Regions from separate parts of the Sus scrofa genome. Here region 2 is linked to region 1. A link is a contact called in public HiChIP or PLAC-seq data. All regions are on one chromosome and are shown on one strand. The core of a region is the stretch at or near the end of the contact, and the rest is flanking DNA. Distances in the headings are between cores, read along the strand shown.

What was found. HiChIP or PLAC-seq counts read pairs in DNA pulled down with a chosen protein or histone mark.
Region 2: a contact with region 1 is called in an H3K27ac HiChIP or PLAC-seq map of skeletal muscle, with 5 times the contacts expected there. The contact joins the enhancer-like site here to the promoter of NID1 in region 1. A contact is called at or near these places in 3 of 47 Hi-C or Micro-C datasets (embryonic fibroblasts, heart right ventricle and mesenteric adipose tissue) and 1 of 2 datasets of contacts at active chromatin or transcription factors (skeletal muscle).

What each region holds. Positions count from the first base shown.
Region 1 is chr14:55,237,584-55,242,053 of Sscrofa11.1, forward strand. NID1 (nidogen-1) reads left to right here and starts at 1,744. Exons shown (of 20, transcript XM_021073758.1): 1 at 1,744-2,393. The coding sequence starts at 2,169.
Region 2 is chr14:55,333,946-55,338,415 of Sscrofa11.1, forward strand. It overlaps NID1 (nidogen-1), which reads left to right. Exons shown (of 20, transcript XM_021073758.1): 15 at 746-872. Among named protein-coding and RNA genes, the nearest start is that of NID1, 97 kb to the left of the region's middle. Within about 2 kb of position 2,361, at least 16 of the 83 cell types and tissues checked have an H3K27ac peak or open chromatin away from gene starts, as enhancers often do. A contact at or near this core is called in skeletal muscle, where this site is marked.

The sequences.
Region 1 (4,470 bases), core at 494-2,993:
GGTCATAGAAACCTGCCCAGGTTCACAGGGTGAGTAGTAAAAGCAGAGCCCAGGCCTCAGCCAGCCTGGACTCCAGGCTACTGTGAACAGGCTATGTGGGGAACTGCTCTTGCTTCTGCATTAGCTGAGTAAAGTTCCATGGACCAATAGGAGTTTCAGAAGCCATCTGAGTACTAAAAAGGCAGAGAATTCGTGAGAGGGGTGAGAGCATTCCAGGACAGGCAATGGCTTCTGAGATGGCTCTGCTGTCAAGCAGAGGGTAGGAAGGAGGGGAGTGTCTGGGTGCAGGCGGGAGGAAACTGGCTGAGCACACACTGGAGCCCTGGGAGCCATGCAGGTGAGCAGAGAGGAGCAGATGTGCCTCTGCAGGGAGTTCTCTCTGTGGAAAAGGGCAGAGCTGGAGCCCAGAAACTCAGAGACAGACAGTGCAGCAGCTGAGGATACTTAACCGCACGGACTAGAGTCAAGAAGTGCTTCTGGAGCTGAACGGAGGAGGCTCTGAGCGAAGCAGTTCTGGGAGAGAAATGAAGGAAAAGCCACCGGATTTTGCAGCAGATTGCAGGCAGCATTAGTCACTCTTTAACATCAAAAGAAAGAAATGTAGCAATACTGAGGCTACCATGTAGTGGCTAAGGTCATCTTAGAGCTGGACCACCCTGGGTCCCATGCAGGCTTCCAGCTATGTGACTGTAGCAAAGTGATTTAACCTCTCTGGGCCTCTCTGTCCCTCTTCTATAAATGGGGGATGGCTTTGTGATTGCAAAACGATGGTGCATTTCACTGGCTTTTTCTTCACATTTTCTCCTGGTTCAGGACTCCTGCTCCCTAAATATTATAGAGAATTTGCTATTATTAGAAAAATTATCCCAAACTGGGTCCCAGGCCCTTAATTTTAGCTGGTGAGAGGCAACGGAGGATACCCTGTTGATGCCTCCAAGTTAACAGGTCTGACATCAAACACCTATCCAAACTCTCAAAGTTGCAGCTCCCATTCCCCAACTTTAAAAGGCAGGAGAGGTTGTGCAATCCTCCAGGTTCAAAACTTTCCAGCCAGTTTAAACTTTCCTCCTTTCCCCTTCATTTCTTCCCAGTTTCCACCTTTTCTTTCCTCACTACTTTTTTTTCCCCTCTCAATGGTCCTCTGATGACCTCTGCCTCTTCTTTCAACCCACCGCTAAGTTAATGATCAACCCATTATTCAGGACACCACTTACATCACCTATCTTCCTTTGTCAAGAACACTCCCGCCAGTGTTAGAAGAGATCAGGTTCCTAGGTTTGATAGTAAAGGATTTACTTCAAACAGGACTCCTTCCCCCAAATTCTCAAGTGAGAGATGGCCCCTTGAATCCACCCAGAGCTCACGCCCTCCAGCTTCCAGAAAGTTCCTTCCCCAGACCCCTGGTGGAACTCTATCCCTTCCAGAAGACCTGGTTTGATTCCCATATCCCCAAAGTCGCTCTCCTGGACCAATTATTCCAGTCCTAATGGCACGTAGGGAGCACACCCCACATAACATTGAATAATGTCATACACTCAAGACTTTGTCTCTGCGTGTTGGCTCCTATTTCTGGCCGAACTTCCACTCAAGAGTTAAGAGAACGGATGGACGAGTAAATGGCCCTGCTCCCTTCTTGCTAATCCTCAGCACCCACTATCCCCTCTTCCTACCAGAGTCTGACCATGTGAGGGGAATCCGACCTCCGGACGCCGCCAAGCAGCGTGTCCCCGAATCCAGAGCATTTCCATGTTGCCGGGTCCCCATGACTTAGCCCAGACCCGAAGACAATGGTGAAGAGCTCAGCGCTCTGCTCCCACCTCCGGGAGGGGCCGTTCGATGGGAACTGGGTTAGTTTCAGGAACCGCGGCCACCAGTGCCCATTACCCCGCCGTGAACGAGGGCGCTTCAGCCACAACGGCGAGGGGATTCTGTGTCTCCCCTCGCCCTCCCCCTCACGGCCATTGGGTAGCCTCTGCTGCGCGCCCTGTGGACGGGGCGGGGCGCCTCTCCATCTCCCCTCGGTTCCCCTCCCCTCCCCTATTTCCCGGGGTGGGAACTTCGGGAGACCGGAGGCGTGGAGGGGTTGCTGAGGGGCGTCCGGTTACATCTCCGCCTTCCTCAGCCTCCGGCCGCCGACCCCTTGGTTTGCGGGACAGCAGTCCGGCAACATGTTGGCCGCAATCCGCTGGAGCCAGGCTGCGTGGACGCTGGCGCTGCTGCTGCAGCTGCTGCTGGCGGGGCCCGGGGGCTGCCTGAGCCACCAGGAGCTCTTTCCCTTCGGTCCGGGACACGGGGACCTGGAGCTGGAGGCCGGGGACGACCTCGTCTCCCCAGCCCTGGAGCTGAGCACAGCGCTCCGCTTCTTCGACAAATCCAACATCCACTCGATCTACGTGAGTGCGACCCCGGGCGGGAGGTGGGAGCAATCTGGGGGGAGAGCGTGGAAGGCTGAAGCGGCGTCGGAAGGAAGGCCCAGGCGGGCTGGGGGCGCCAACGAAGCCGGACGGACGTGGGCGTCGTGGGCGGGGACCGCGCGACCAGCTAGCCTCTGGGGCGCGGGGTGCGGCGCTCGGTTTCCAAGCCCCCGTGGGCTTTCCGCCTCCGCCGGGCCTCCGACGCCTCCCCGCAGCCTGTTCGCTGTCGCGAGAGGGGCACTCCGGTCTGGGGAGCTCGCCCCGTCGGCGCCACCCCGTGTGCGCCCTGTCTCACTCCAGGACCCCGCGACCCCACACTCTGGGACCCGGGCGGAATTTCCTCTCCCGCGGCTGTGGGCAGCTGCGCCCGCTGGGAAGCCCGTCCGCGTCTTGTCTTTGCCTTCTGCCTTTGAAGGAAAGGAGATGGTCTGGTTGGGACCAGGCGTGGGGCAAAGGCCAGAGCTAGGTCGCAGCTGGCGCGCGGGCCCTGGGACTCCAGTAGGTGCTGGGGCAGGAAAAGACCGCCAAAGCCGGCTCTCCGCCCCCGGGGAATTTAACCGACAGCCCGTGCATTTGTGTATGTGGACTCCGGATATGTCTTGGCAATGATTCTGCTCTCTGGTTGAGTTTTTTTTCACTCCAAAGTTCAGGGCTGGGAAAGCAGAGCGCCCTGGTGATCCAATTTCCTGTAGCCCAGCACTGTCACCATGGGGGCCCCAGAAGGGGAGCGGGCCTGAGCCTTTTCGCTCTCTGGAGCCTTCTAACTGGCAGAGCCTGGGTACGCTGTCAGCTTGGTAAAGTCCTTTCGTGCCATTGCCTTCCGCCGCTGCACACCATGTGGATTTCATATAAAGCTGTGTGCATTCCAGAAGTGGGGGGAACAGCACCATCAGCGGCTGGAGCCTGTCCTACCCATGAAATGGCTGTACTGGTCTTTTGGCTGGGGCGACTGCGCCCGGGACCCACCCACGTGGAGCTGGAAGAAGAATGCGTCCTTTAAAGTCTCCACCCACAGAGTCTCCAATCCCCGTGTGGGTTGACTGACGCTGAGCTCCTTGCGCACGCAGCCTGCTGAAACCTAAGACCCCGTCATAGGTTGTTTTTTTGTTTTTGTTTTTTGTTTTTTTGGTTTTTTTGGTTTTGGCCGCATCGAAGGCATGCGGAAGTTCCCAGGACAGGGATCCAACCTGAGCTACAGCAGTGACAACGGAATCCTTAACCGCTAGGCCACCAGGGAACTCCCGTGGTAGGTTTTTAAATGCATTAAAAAAAAAAAAAGAAAAAACCCCCACAGGACTGGGAGTTCCCGTTGTGGCTCAGTAGAAACAAACCCTAGTAGTATCGATGCCTAGTATTCATGAGGATGTGGGCGATCCCTGGCCCCATCCAGTGGGTTAAGGATCTGGCGTTGCTGGGAGCTACAGGTGTAGGTCGCAAACGCAGCTCAGATTTGGTGTTGCTGTGGAGTAGGCCCGTAGCTGTAGCTCCGATTGGACCCCTAACCTGGAAACTTCCATATGCCGCACCTGTAGCCTTAAACAAACAAACCCCATAGGACTGCTGAGGAAATCAGTTATGTTGAAATACAAATTAAAATATTTTTTAAAAATTGCAGGAAGCAATTAATATATGCTTATTTTTAACCATATTAAATAGCAAGGTGTAGCAGTGGATCCAGTGGTGGGTCAGCTAGTAACAGAACTTTCAAGGTCATGAGGACTGTAAATAATATTGAGACCCTTGCAGTGGTTAAATGTGATAGAATATCTGTGACTTCTATTAGTGGCAAGGTCATTAAGTGTTAATACTACTGTGTTTTGGTGCCTACATTCATAATGGAAGGAAATGCTAAATATCAGTTAGGGGTTACTGAAAATAAAAGCGACATTTCTTTTTCCCTCTAGGGTAACAGACCCACTGACTTCTATTCAGACACCCCTCTGGGGGGGGTCATTGGCCCCCAAGCTCAGAGCTCTTATGATAAATTTGTGATCTTCTGCCTTCATTTACTTGTGGCATCAGACTGACCACATTATACTCTAAAGACCTAGAGAAT
Region 2 (4,470 bases), core at 1,111-3,610, 97 kb after region 1:
TTCTTAGACAATATACAAAAAGCATTAGCCATAAAAGAAAAATAATAGGAGTTCCCTAGTGGCCTAATGGGTTAAGGATCCGGCATTGTCACTGCTGTGGCTTTCTTTGCTGTGTGGCACGAGTTCAATACCTGGACCAGGAACTTCCACATGCCACAAGGGCAACCTAAATAAATAAATAGACTTAAAAACTTGCTCCCAAAAACACCATGAAGAAAATCAAAAAGTGCTATGTACTGAGAGGAAATAAACATATACATAAACACACATACATACATGTGTATGACCAATGTTTTTATCTGAAATACATAAAGAACTCCTACAACTCAGTAATTTAACTGTAAAAATGGACAAAAGACTTGAAGACACTTCATTTATAAAGGTATCCAGGAGTTCCTGTTGTGGCTCAGCAGGTTAAGAATCCGACTAGTATTCGAGAAGATGCAGGTTTGATCCCTGGCCTCGCTCAGTGGGTAAAGGATCCTGGTGTTGACACACCCTGTGGCATAGGACACAGATGCAGCTCAGATCTGGTGTTGCTGTGGCTGTGGTGTAGGCCGGCAGCTGCAGCTCCCATTCGACCCCTAGCTTGGGAACTTCCATGTGCTGCAGGTGTGGCCATAAAAAGAGAGAGAGAGGAAAAAAAGGTATCCACATGCTTATAAGCACGTGAAAGATTCCCACCGTTACTCGTGATTCAGATGCTAGCAGGTGGCCCAGGCTCACTGCTGGTCTGCGCTTCCAGGATAAAGTCATCATCGGACTGGCCTTCGACTGTGTGGACCAGATGGTGTACTGGACCGACATCAGTGAGCCTTCCATTGGGAGAGCCAGTCTGCATGGTGGGGAGCCAACCACCATCCTTCGACAAGGTGGGCAAGCTAAGATCCTTCTTCCTTTTGGGTTTGGCTTCTGGCAGCCCAAGTGGCTTTGGGGAGGGAGTGGAGGGGTGTGGTATCTGGTTGCTTATGGGATATGATGATTGGAGCGGGCCTGGGATCTCAAACATCCCTCTTTCCAGCCTTCCCTGAAGAGTCCTGCAAGGACTCATCATTAAATCATGGACATCTCAGCTGGGATTTGTTGCCAGTCTTCAAAAAATAAAATTAAAAAGGGTAACTGTCCACGCCTATCTCTGAAAGCTCATGTAGCCAGTTTTAAGGAATAATAAAGGCCAAACTCAACCATCCAGAAGGGAAAGACATCTCTTCCTCTGGCTGCTGAGCCTAGAATTGATACTTTGAGTGTCTGCCTCAGGGGCTTCTCCATCGGGTGATAGGAGGGTCACAGGCATGCTGGCAAATACTGTCCATGAGAGTTGAGTCTGTTTCCAAGACAGTTTTCAGGTTGAAGTGTTGTCTCTTTGACCTGTAACATTATGATAAGTTGGGTCTCTTTACCCGCCATTGGACCTTGCTCAGATTGTCAGAGGCCTCCAGCAAATCAGGCTGAACTTTTACAGACATTTCTCAGTTTTCCGCTGCATCACTGTTGATCAAGTGCCTGACACTTTGGCACAGCCTCCCCCTCAACATTTCACCTCATTTCCTTAACTTAACATAAAGATGCTGACTTAAGCCAAGGACTCTGCCCAGCTCGGTTCCCTCATTGCCGTGGCTGTGGCTAGCGGCTGTAGCTCCAATTTGACCCCTATCCTGGGAACCTTTTTTAGTCAGCCCTAAAAAGCAAAAAATATATATATAAGCCTCTTTGGTATTTCTTTTTACTTGGGGCTGCATGTTGCTTCTCCAAATTTCTTTCTTTTTTTTCTTTTCTTTCTTTTTTTTTTTTTTTTTTTTGTAGGGCCACACCCAAGGCATACGGAGGTTCCCAGGCTAGGGGTCTAATCACAGCTTCAGCTGCCGGCCTACACCACAGCCACAGCAACGCCAGATCCTTAACCCACTGAGCGAGGCCAGGGATTGAACCTACAACCTCATGGCTCCTAGTCAGATTCATTTCTGCTGCACCACGACGAGAACTCCCCAAATTTCTAATTTAATGTTTCCCTAACACTTGATACTCTGGAAGGGTCCCTGTGCCTACAGAATGGCCCCTGGCGTGTGTTTTTCCTTCCTTGGCTTCTTGACAAGAGTTGATGCAGCAAGAATTAAGCTGAGGTTGAGTTAAGTATGTCTGACTTTGTCCAGAGACCTCTCTGGAGGCCAGTGTGCAGCTTAAGTCATGTCTGCCAGCTTTTATGGCTTGCTTTAAATGAACAGAAGTTTGATCATGCCTTTTTGCATCTTATCCCTCTTAAAAATATTGTTGCTTTTATCTGTGAGTTGACCTCAAAACCCAGTGGAGGAGGGTCATCGTTTGCTGTTTCCTGTTGCTTTTGGAACTGACAATCATCCACGAAAGCAGTCAGCACAGCAAGAAACATTCCAGGCCAGAGCCCACTGTGAAAACACAGTCTTAAATCAGCACGTGATCTTCATAAAAGAAAGATCACTAGGAGTAATTTTTTTTTAGTTTATAAAGAGAGGAAGAAACTTCCACTTCCATCTTCACCATGGTACATGTGGGTGCATTCCTAGCGTGTGAAAATGGCAGTGGGTGTCTTTTTCTTTTTCTTTTCTTCCTGATTTCATACGGTCTGAATCCTGGGCTTCTCTGTCTTGCCTTGAGTTCAAGTCCTCACCAAATTCCTTTAATGTGGATCATCATCTGTTTCCTTTCAACATGATCTGTTTGGAACATACTGTCCAGCTGTCTTCCCAGCTTGCCCTGACTCACAGCAGAGGATGAGGCTTTCCAGGCCTTTCCTTTGGCGCTGTAGCCCGTGAAGAAGCATTTCCCTGGTAGAGGGAGGAGGTACAGCTGCTCTCAGAGTTTGATGTCGGGGCCAGGGCTGATTATAAAGAGACAGGCAACATGGGATTCCTTCCAGGAACTTGGAAAGATGTTCTCATTGAACAGCCTCCTGGTGCCACTGTTCCGTGTGTGTCTGAGTAGCTAGTGCCTCTCTCACAAGATGTGCTCATTCCAAATACCTCGCAGAGTGATTCCTCCTGGTTGTGTCTGAAAGTTGGAAAGGGGCTTTGCAAGTCAGTCTCCCCATAAATTGGCCTCTAGGCACATGGGAATTTGTGTTTTTGGGGTCTTTTAGGGCCACACCTGTGGCATATGGAAGTTCCCAGGCTAGGGGTCAAATCAGAGCCACATCTAACTACACCACAGCCACAGCAACACAGAATCTGAGCCTCATCTGTGACTTGTACCACAGCTCATAGCAATGCCAGATCCTTAACCCACTGAGCGAGGCTGGGGTCGAACCCGTGTTCTCTTGGTACTAGTCAGGTTTGTTACTGCTGAGCCACAACGGGAACTCCCACTTAGGAAATATTTTAGCACTTTATAAATCTTTATTCTTGGTGGGGAATAATAAAGAATAATAAAGACCTTGTTCAACTGCTGTTTCTAATTCTCAATAAACTTCCTCTACTGGGGTCCTTCGTGGGGGCTTCGGCATTTCTGGCATTCGCAGTCATGATGGTGTTTGGAGTCCAGTGAAGGCCAGCGCAGAGAGGGCTGAGGATCAGGACTGCTTGTATGAAAGAGCACGGTGATAGTTTCCATGTTCCCCAGACCCCCGGGGCAGGGTCGCTCCATCCTCGGCTCTTCCCCTTCCTGATGTCAGTTCCAGCCCTGCTAGATGACCTTCAACTTCATCGTCAGTGGAGGGGAAGGAATCCCGGGTGACACCAATAAAACCCTGATGGAGTTTGAACTTTTAATTTGGTTGGATTTATAGTCAGGAAACCATTGCAGTGTTGAACTTGCGATTAGGTCAGGCGGGCATTGGAAGGTTCATGTTGCAGTCAGCTTAGACCGGTGCAACCCCTGGCTTGAAAAATCACTTAAAGCCAAGACTTCTGGGGTGTTATTTGCAATCACTGACGCCTCTTCTTTGTACTCCTAATACTTTATAAAAGAAATAACAGGTACGATTTCTTGCATGCATTATTTCTCTAAAATGACCTTTCCCCCAATGATGAACACGGTAAATCTGTTTGTCCCATCCCCACCTTCAGCTCTTCCTGTGCCTCCCTTTTGTGTCTCTAAGCTCATTAGCACAGCATCCTAACTTTATCTCTGGCCACGCTCCACCCTCATGGTCTCCAGCCATACAAAATTAGATATGGTTTGCTTCAAGCCATATCCATTCTTCCTTTTACCTGGAAAACTTCCAGTTACCTGGAAAACTCTTGTCCAGGATCTTGCCTGACAAAGCCCTGGTGTTCCTTCGGGAGCCAGCTTTAGGAGGTGTGACCTCTCACAGGAATCCTTCCGGAGTCTCCCCAGGCTGAGTTCAGTGTGCCTGCTCCATGTTCGCATGGAACCCAGAACTCAATCTGAGTTGCGATTGACTGTGGGCTCTTTGAAGGTGAGGCCACAGCCTCAGCATCCTTATGGGCCTGGTTTCCAAGGTGGCACACAGGGTGGATGTCCATCAAGTGAACAGGT